2 separate regions of the Triticum aestivum genome follow, and region 1 is linked to region 2. A link is a contact called in public Hi-C data. All regions are on one chromosome and are shown on one strand. The core of a region is the stretch at or near the end of the contact, and the rest is flanking DNA. Distances in the headings are between cores, read along the strand shown.

Evidence for each region. Hi-C and Micro-C count contacts between places; a contact is called where the count stands out from the background.
Region 1: a Hi-C map of leaf shows a contact between it and region 2, with 7 times the contacts expected there. The contact joins the promoter of LOC123078474 here to the promoter of LOC123078472 in region 2. A contact is called at or near these places in 2 of 5 Hi-C or Micro-C datasets (both in leaf).

What each region holds. Positions count from the first base shown.
Region 1 is chr3D:288,688,681-288,693,457 of IWGSC CS RefSeq v2.1, forward strand. It overlaps LOC123078474 (21.9 kDa heat shock protein), which reads right to left and starts at 2,842. Exons shown (of 2, transcript XM_044500999.1): 1 at 2,646-2,842; 2 at 1,782-2,526. The coding sequence starts at 2,748. The coding sequence ends at 1,910. LOC100146098 (probable V-type proton ATPase subunit d) reads left to right here. Exons shown (of 10, transcript XM_044500998.1): 9 at 101-235; 10 at 1,148-1,575. The coding sequence ends at 1,279.
Region 2 is chr3D:288,457,719-288,462,101 of IWGSC CS RefSeq v2.1, forward strand. LOC123078472 (serine/threonine-protein phosphatase 6 regulatory subunit 3) reads right to left here and starts at 2,089. Exons shown (of 19, transcript XM_044500996.1): 1 at 1,798-2,089; 2 at 798-901; 3 at 42-128. The coding sequence starts at 1,836.

The DNA of each region.
Region 1 (4,777 bases), core at 1,592-4,091, 230 kb after region 2:
TTTATACTGGAATTCAGACCAGTGTCCTCTTCATAAAAGTGAGATCTGTGCCCACGCATGAATTGCTGACGTCAATACTTTTTTTGTGCTCATCCCGCAGGTGCGTGGTGTAATGGAAAAGTACCCCCCATACCAGTCTATTTTTGCCAAGATATCATATGGCGAAAGCCAGATGTTGGACAAGGCCTTTTATGAGGAGGAAGTAAAGAGGCTGTGCCTGTCATTTGAACAGCAGGTACAATTTTTTAGGTTTACCTTATATGTAGGTTTACACAAGTTACTTTATGTAAACTATCTGACAGGAATAACAACAGATGGTCAAAATGTAAGAGATCCGATATTGTACACTGGATGCATGCAAGTTCTCTAGGTCACTGGTTATACACTCAATAAAGATTAGCAGTAAAGCAGTAAACACCAACTATTGGTAGGCTGATTTAGTCAAAGCCTATAACACGCCCAGCCACATGAGAGAGGGATTGCAGCACCCGAGCTCCACTGCTCTCTATATCTAAACATTTTGAAATTTGTGTTTTTGAAGTTTCAAAAAAATATGAAATTTTTCCCAGGGATACGTATACATATTCCTAATATCTGTGGCAAGTTTCGGTAGAAATCTCATTTTGTTTTTGGCTATAAAAAAACAAATTTCTGACAGAATATAGGAGAAAAGGGATTTCTCTTTTTTATATTTCCCATAACACAAAGTATTTCTTTTTCAGATTTTTACCGGGCCTTAGGATTGTGTGTATGTATTCACGTATTTGATTTAAGATTTTTTTTAGCGACGGAAGTGTGTTTTTCAAAATTTTCAAATACCAGGAGCCATGGAGACCTGGAGCTGCAAGCAGTTTTCGCAGCCACATGCACTACTGATGCATACCAGCGTGGTGCATACATACATGCTTGTAAAATATGCGCTAACCAGCCACGACTTTGCACATGATTCTATAGATCCATCTTAAGTCATAACTCTATTTGAACAACTTGTGAGTGCCCGATAGTTCTAAAAAAATGCCATAAGTGCTAGTGCCTGTTGGTGAGTTTTATTGTCTCAGAAAACTTGTGAGCTTTGTGTGCCACTATTTCGGACCTCAACTCTAGAATTTAAGGTGGGAGCTCTGATATTCTCTTCTTGTTTGTGCAGTTCCACTATGCCGTTTTCTTCGCATACATGAGGCTACGAGAGCAGGAGATAAGGAACTTGATGTGGATCTCTGAATGCGTTGCTCAGAACCAGAAGAACAGGGTCCACGACAGCGTCGTGCCGATCTTTTAATCGCCCCCTATTACTGTGCATATGGTTGTACAAAAGGCCTGCTTTGATGATGGCACAATCGATTGCACACTTTACAAGCTCATGGTTTGTTATTACCCCTGTTCCTCTTTCTACGCGGCTGAAAAGCTAGACCTGGAGTAGTGTATCATTATTTGTTTTTGTAGTAAAAATAAAAGGCGCAGTTGTACGGTAAACTAAATAAATGATGTTTATTTTCGTAGTGGGTGGCACTATTTGTGCAGTTTGTTGGCAATGTAAAATGTACACCCAAGATATCAAATGGTTTGTTGGCAAAACAGACTCTTTTACTGCATTATCAAATGGAACTTGTGCAGCTTAGAAAAGACATGGAAATTGTTGGGCTTTGTTTACTATTGTGTATTTTCCCAAGCCTCCTAGCCTTGCACCTTATAAAAAAAAATAGATCATGAAAATGCAGGTCTACGAGTATGTGATAGTAAGTTTCATGTACTATAATTTAGTGATGTACGTACGCGTGATAGTATCATTAGAATTTATTCCTCACGTATATATCTCGGCAGCTAGGTCGTACATCCGCTCGTATTGTTAGGTGCACGCACACATCAGCACAACGGACGCTGCATTTACATTCAGTGATGATGATGATTTTCAGTTTCTGGAGAAGAGCCTATGGGAGACGAAGACGCCTAGCGTGAAGGCGGCGACGGCGGTGGCGGCGATCACCTCCTTGTTCTTACCTATGGTATCTGCCCACTTGAACCCCTCCTCCGCCGCCCGCTCCTTCCAGCAGCCTTTCTTCTCCCTCTGCGTCTCCGTCTCTGTCGCCGTCTCATACTCAAGCTTCTCCTTGTGGTCCTGACCATCATCTCCTTTCACCACCTTTTCTGTTGCCTTGGGCTCCTGTTTCCTGTCGTCCACTTTCGTGGCCGGGGGTTCCTTGGCCGTCTCCTCTCTGTGCCTCCCCAGCTGCAACCTTGCCCTCGCCGCCTCGATCAGCCGCTCCGCCTCCCGGATAACCTTGGATTTCTCATCCGTTGGTTTGTCGCCGACGTCCTTGGCCGGGGCGGAAGGCAGCTTGGGCACGGTGAGCGTGAGCAAGTTGGCGTCGTACCGGCCGGTGATTGCGTCGAGGTCGGATGTAGATGGCAGCTGAAACACCTTGTGCAGCCGCACGTTCCCAGCTCCGCCATCCGCCGTTTTGTGGCCGAGGATGTTGAGCCGGCCCGCGGGGTCCACGTGCACCCGGAAGTCCTCCTTCTTGAACCCTTGATCAACATAATGTCACACAACTCAGTAGGTACAACAGCAAAGCTTAATTCGGGTTCGGGGAGCACCATTTCATCCATCTCACTCAGCACGAGTCACGAACGGGCATCGCACGTACCTGGGAGGTTGAGGCGGAGGAGATAGCTGCCGTCGCCGTCGACCCACTCGTACACGGGGTCCAAGTCGGCCGCCACGGCTGACGATTCTTGCCCGCCCGCCATGTCGTTTCACTGGGTTTCCCGGGCCGGGCGATCAGACGGTACCTAGCTAGCTTCAGCCGCGTACTGATCGATCGGGCTGGAGGTGCCACCTAGAGTTACTGCCACGCGCCTCATATATAGCATCATGTACGCAGCTTGCCTCCTTGCGCTGGTAACGCTAAAACTATTCGAAGCTTTTCTTGAGGGGCTGGGCTGGCACAAGGAAAATTTATCGTGGGGGTCTAGCCAGGGGATCTCCATTTCCTCCTCCTAGACGTGTAACGTGTCTTGGGCTCACTATACTTTGGGCGTGCGCCAGGGTATCGTCTGTACTAAGAGCAACTTGAATGGCGCGCCCATTTTATCCGCCCATGTCCGTTTGAGTCTGCGCGACAAAAACGACGGCCCGACGCAGAAACCCATTTTTATTTTGCGTCCGCTTTGTGTCCGCGCGAAACCCATTTCCGTCCTAAATTTGAGTCACATTTGGGTCCGAGGCGGATACGAAGCGGACGTTTTCTCTGTCGCTCTCGTCCGTCTGCGTCCGGGCCTGGCCCGCTTGTCACCCACCCATCTCTCTCTCTTCGTATTTATATGAGCTGGCCCACTTCCCCACCGCTCGAGGCGCACTTTGCTCCGATGCGCCCCTGCTTCGCCCCGCTCGCCGCCGTGCTTGAGCGGCCGTGCTCCGCCCCGCTCCCCGCCCCTGCTCCGCCAGGCTCGCCGCTCTCAGGGTCCTCGCGTCGCTTCGTATCCCGGAGCAGGAGCTGGTCCGGTGGTGCTCTTCGAGCGGTGGTTGAAGGCCGCCGGTGGTGTCGGAGCCGCGAGCCTCCTCCTCCCCGCGCCGCGATGGCCGGTGCGCGCCCTCCCCCGTCCGCTACGACGCCTCTCCCCCCGCAGCATCCGCAGTCCGCACCCGCCGTAAATCTCGAGCTCCCGGCCGCCTCGCTCGCCGCCAATGCATTGCCACGGCGCGGCCACGCGAGTTGCGGGCGTGGCGGCGGGACGCAGGCGTGGGCAGGCGACGCGAGCTATGCGCAGGCGGGCTGCGGCAGGACGCGGGCGGCAGGCGACGCGAGCTACGCGCAGGCGGGCTGCGGCAGGACGCGAGCGGCAGGCGACGCGAGCTACGCGCAGGCGGGCTGCGGTGGCCGCGGCAGGAGCCGCAGGACGGGGGCGCGGCAGGAAGCGGGCGCGACGGCGGGCGTGGCAGACGCGGGCACGGCTGTCGCAGCGGGAAACGGGCGCGGCGGCCGCGGCCTGACGCGGGAGCGGGCGAGTGCGACCGCGGGACATGGGCGCGGGCGCGACGGCGGGAGGCCATGGCAAGACGCGGGCGCGATGCCGGGTGCGGCTGGAGCCCGGAGCTTGTGTCGACGAGCAGCTCAGGGCGGTGGCCCGTCAGGTGTTTGAAGAAATGCCTGGATGGACATGCCCAAAATGGGTCTGTTCCGTGTTGGGCACACCGGCTGACCCAATTAAAAAAGCGGACACGGATGTCCGCCCGGCCGACCCAAACGAACAAAATGCGGACAAAATCCGTGTCCGTTTGGATCACCCCATTAGAGTTGCTCTAACTCCATCTCACCTAAGCAACAAAAGAACTCGACATTTTTTAACTTTCTCTCCGCGTCTCATACCTCACACAAATAGTTTATCCCAAGTATTTTTTTTAAAAAGGGCAAAAGATTTCCCACGTATATTAATTAAGAGAGAATAGAGTTTGTGTTACAAACACCCCTTAACAATACACGGAAGAATCACTTTCCCGGCATAATGGACCCTAGTTTCTTAGCTCCGGCGGCGACCCAAAATGATGCCTCCCTTTTGATGTTGTCGAGAAGAACCGTAGGCGGATCGACCATGTTGCGAAATACACGGGCGTTTCGCTCGTTCCAGATCGTCCATGTAGTGAGCATGGTGAGCGAGGCCATGGCCTTCCGGTTGGGGACGGAAGCATCAGTTAACCCAAGCCACCAGTCTAAGGTGGAATGCCTCAGGGGCCAAGTAGAGGTGTCAATGTGAATGAGTTGCAGCCACGCCTTGACCA
Region 2 (4,383 bases), core at 839-3,338:
TAACATCTACAGGCAATGAATGTTAATGGCCAATGGCATACTTGAAAGAGCGCTTTTTTTCAGCGTCATCTGGAACTTCTTCAACAACATAACGAAGCAATTGTTCCACCTGGGCCTTGTCACGGAGGCTACACAAAATATTTCAAGCATTATAGGCTGGGAAATACAACAGTATAAGTACAAGGAACACTGGATGCCAACAGTCAAGAAAATGAAGGCCAACATAGGTATTTACTATATCACTCATTCATTCAACCAGATGATCTATCAAGAAAACTCAACGTGCCAATTTGGTTTAACAGTACAAAATACTAGTGTAATAACTTGTATTTGCTCAAAAAGGCATCAGATTCACTTCTTTGCAGGTTAATATAAATAAAACTAGGAATCTATTTGGAGAGGAAAAGGAAAGGGGGAATAGAAACAGTTATCCTTGCTTATAAACAAAAGAACTATGTGAACCATCTATTTAGAAGAAAGCATTACTGCCAGCATTACTGCCAAAAACAAACTACAAATTCTGGGCAGATTTTCTTCCTATGATGGGATTAAAACAGCAACTATTAAGTGCAAAAACAATTGTACTTGTATGATATATGTAGACTGGTTCATAATTTCCTTAACTTAATAAGCGACTGTGTTTCCTTTACAACAGTTGCAGCTATCTCAAGAGAAAAGTATAAAATTCTTCATTGTTACTCTAGTGCACAGGATGAAAATGAATAGTAAGGTTATACAATATTAAACATGCCACCCATGTAAACCTCAAGCTAATAACAGAAGCTCAAGGAAATTACAAATTTATGAGTCGGGTGTTCAGTGCTTTGCACTCTTGAATAATTTCATCCTCATCAAGAAGTTCTTCAAGTGTAAAATTTTCCTTGTCTAGGATTGTATCCACCTGAAATAATAATATATTAAGTTAGGTATAAGTTGATTCATAACCTTTGTTTCTACAATACTATGAAAATATATTAAGATATCATTGAGGTTATAAAATTTATTTACATTGACTATGGAATAATATTATAATTATCATTATTATTCATGATTCATGTGGGCCATGAGATGGAATAACGGAGCCACTTAAAATTATCAGACAATTCCGGATACAGCTGAGTTTGGATGATTGAACACAAGATTTTTTTGAAGGCAACTGAACACAATATCAACGAATGGAATTGGAATTAGAAAGGTACTTCGTTTTGCTCAAACATGGTATTATCTCAGAAGAAAATCAGTAGAGACCAAGTAACTCATAAGAATGGGGGGGAAAAAGGAGGAACAGCTACACTGGCACACTGTTCCAGCTAAGTTCTTCATAAAACAGCGTAAGTACCCAACTCATATGAATCTTCAGTTTAGGATGCTAATCAAATAGTATCACACATCAGATCAGAGATTCAGCTTTAGAAACACAGCAGCTTTGCCATATGCATCCCCGTCTACACAACGATCCGAGTCATCCCCAGGGCTAACTTGCATGCAAAACATAACCAAATCCGAACCCAAGGCATTTACTCCATCCCTGCAACCCGCCCCAATCACGAGAACAGCACATGCACGAGCTCGCCAATGCAAAATAACACAACTCGCAGTCGCAGCGCAGCCGGGAACAAAATAAGAGCAAGCGAGCATTACAACCCACAAACAAGTGCCGCACCCAATCCACAGTGTCAATCTAAACAAACGGGTCCACGACCAAGCTCGCAGCCACCGCAGCACATAGGGACGGATGGACGAACCAATCTGAGAGAGCGGAGGGAGATTGGGGGGAGCTACGAGCAGGGAACTCACGGGTGAGGCCGCGGAGAGACCGGTCATGCGCCAGAACATGGTGGCGGCGGCGGTGGATCTAGGGTTTCCGACCCCGGGGAGCGCGAGTCCGCGGCCGAATCCGCGCGAATCCGGGCGGCGGCGGCCGGATTGGGCGGCCGGGGGAGGAGGGTGGATCGGGAGAGGGGCGAGCGGATCGAATTGGGATCGCGGGGGGTGGGAGGCGCACGAGAGGAGGAAAAAACAGCACGCTTTTCTATTTGGGCTTTCCTTGGGTTTGATTTGGCTTGGGAGATGGGGGATTGGAGCTGAGGGGCGCTGTTAGGCGACGAGGGCAGATGGCGATGGGTCGAATTATTTGCTCACTTGTGTTGTTAAAATAAAAAATAAAGTCTGAACAATGGACTCGTTTCAAAAACTGATTTCTAGGGGTAATGGTTCAACCTTCTCTTCCCCGTGCGTGACGATTCACGCACGATTTGATTTTAACTCCTCACGTACTAATAATGAAGAAATAAGCGAGAAAACAACTGCTCCATCGTCTTCATCGTTGATTCCCCTTCTCCATCAGTCACACACTCGCACCCTGACCTTTGTTTCTTCCCTCTTGCGGACGGTCTTTCTTGACTCCTCCGTCTCCACAAGGGGGATCGATCGACGCGACGAGTGCAGATTGCAAGCCCCGGCAAGCCAGAGTCACTAGAGGTGTGCAACTTGGAGGACCTCCTAGCACCGAGGAGGCGCAAGTACTCTCGAGTTGGCCATCACTTGCGTGAATCGCCAATACATGGTCCACCAACACATGTCGTCGCCCTCGCCCAGCGCAAGCCCCTACACATGTCTCGAGAGAGGAGCGGTCATTAGGAAATGCCAGGGAAGCAGTCACCTAAGAATGAGAGCACAACAACAGTGCTAATTTTTGTATGTCTCTTCATGTTGCGTCGTAATTCCTTTCTCTCACACACACGCCCAGTGAGAGAGAGAGAGAAACACATCACACGGGTAAAGGAGGAGAGGAATCAGAGCATCTCGATCATGATTTGTCTCTACCTGGTTATTAACATTCATCCGGTCCGATATCCCGGCCAGCTGCAATTAATTGTCGATGTCTGGATCAATCTTCTTTGATTTGGCCGATAGGGATCAGGACGAATAAGCGGGGTGATGTTCTTGACATGCTGCTATAACAATGTGGATATGCTCATTGATCCGGACACCATCTACCCCACCCGCCCCGACTGACAAGACGCCCCCAAGTCACAGTTCAAGCCCCAAACACATAATCTTCTCTTCCTCAACTTTTTTTCTGCATTATTATTCCCATTTGGACACCTACGTGGTCCAACTAGAACACGAGTGGGTGCACATGAGATTGAAAGCACGTGTGGGTGTAACTGTGTAAGAATAATACTAATACGCAGAATCATAACTGAAGCATCAACCCCTATCTCTGGATCATCCTCTATGCCTACGCATACAAAAATTCAGAGTCCCAAAAACTGATTAGAGACATTAATGATTGTCATGTATTATCATCGAGCTTGAACTAATTAGCTAAATAAAACTCCATGGCAAATAACAAAGCATATGAGAGTTATAGTATTTACAAATTGTAGTGCAAAGATTGCTTTTGCAGTGCAATTATTTTGGGCGATATTAGATAGGTATGTTTGCGGCTGGTCACTTGGTTGGGATTATGTTTACTCCTTCTCATGATTATGTTTGCACAGAGACATAGACCTAGGTCATTGAGCCTTCAAGCTCGATTTCGTCATGCCCTCATAATCCAACCACCCCCGTGTTCATTTCCTCATGTTTTTCAGCTTTACATTGTGTAAGGTGTGGTGTGCACGTAAAGTTGTATGAGATATGTACAAGAGGAAAATACGCATAGAACTCATGTGTGATGATGTGCAGGTGAAAGAAAGAGCTGAGAAGCTAGAGAGTTGGAGAAACAAGGAGAAGTTGAATGAACAGAAGGTGGAGGACAGGTAGTTCTTCCGCAAGTTGAGTTCTAATCAGGGTTGCTAAAGATAAAGCATAAAAGAAAATTCGCAAGGCTATCATGCATACCACGCTTTTCGAGGTTCATGTTGTGAGGTCAATTGAATTTAAATATGTGGTAATTTTGTGTATTCCGAAAACAATCAAGCACTTGTGTTTTTCTGAGTCACCTCTCTAATATTTGACACCAAAACATACTCTCCCCCTTGTTGCATGGAAAACAACAAATTTTCTATGCACACGCAATGATCTATCCATGGAGATGCATAACAACGAGGGGGAGAGTATGTCTACGTACCCTCGTAGACCGTAAGCGGAAGCATTTGACAATGCGGTTGATGTAGTCGAACTTCTTCGCGCTCCAACCGATCAAGTACCGAACGCACGACACCTCGCGTTCTGGACACGCTCAACTCGGGGACGTCCTCCGCCTTCTTGATCCAGCAAGACGGCAAGGTAGTAGATGAGTTCCGACAGCACGACGACGTGGTGACAGTGATGGTGATGTGATCTCCGCAGGGCTTCGCCTAAGCACTACGAAAATATGACCGAGGGAGTAAACGATGGACGGGGGTGCCGCACACGGCTGAGACAATGTTGTGT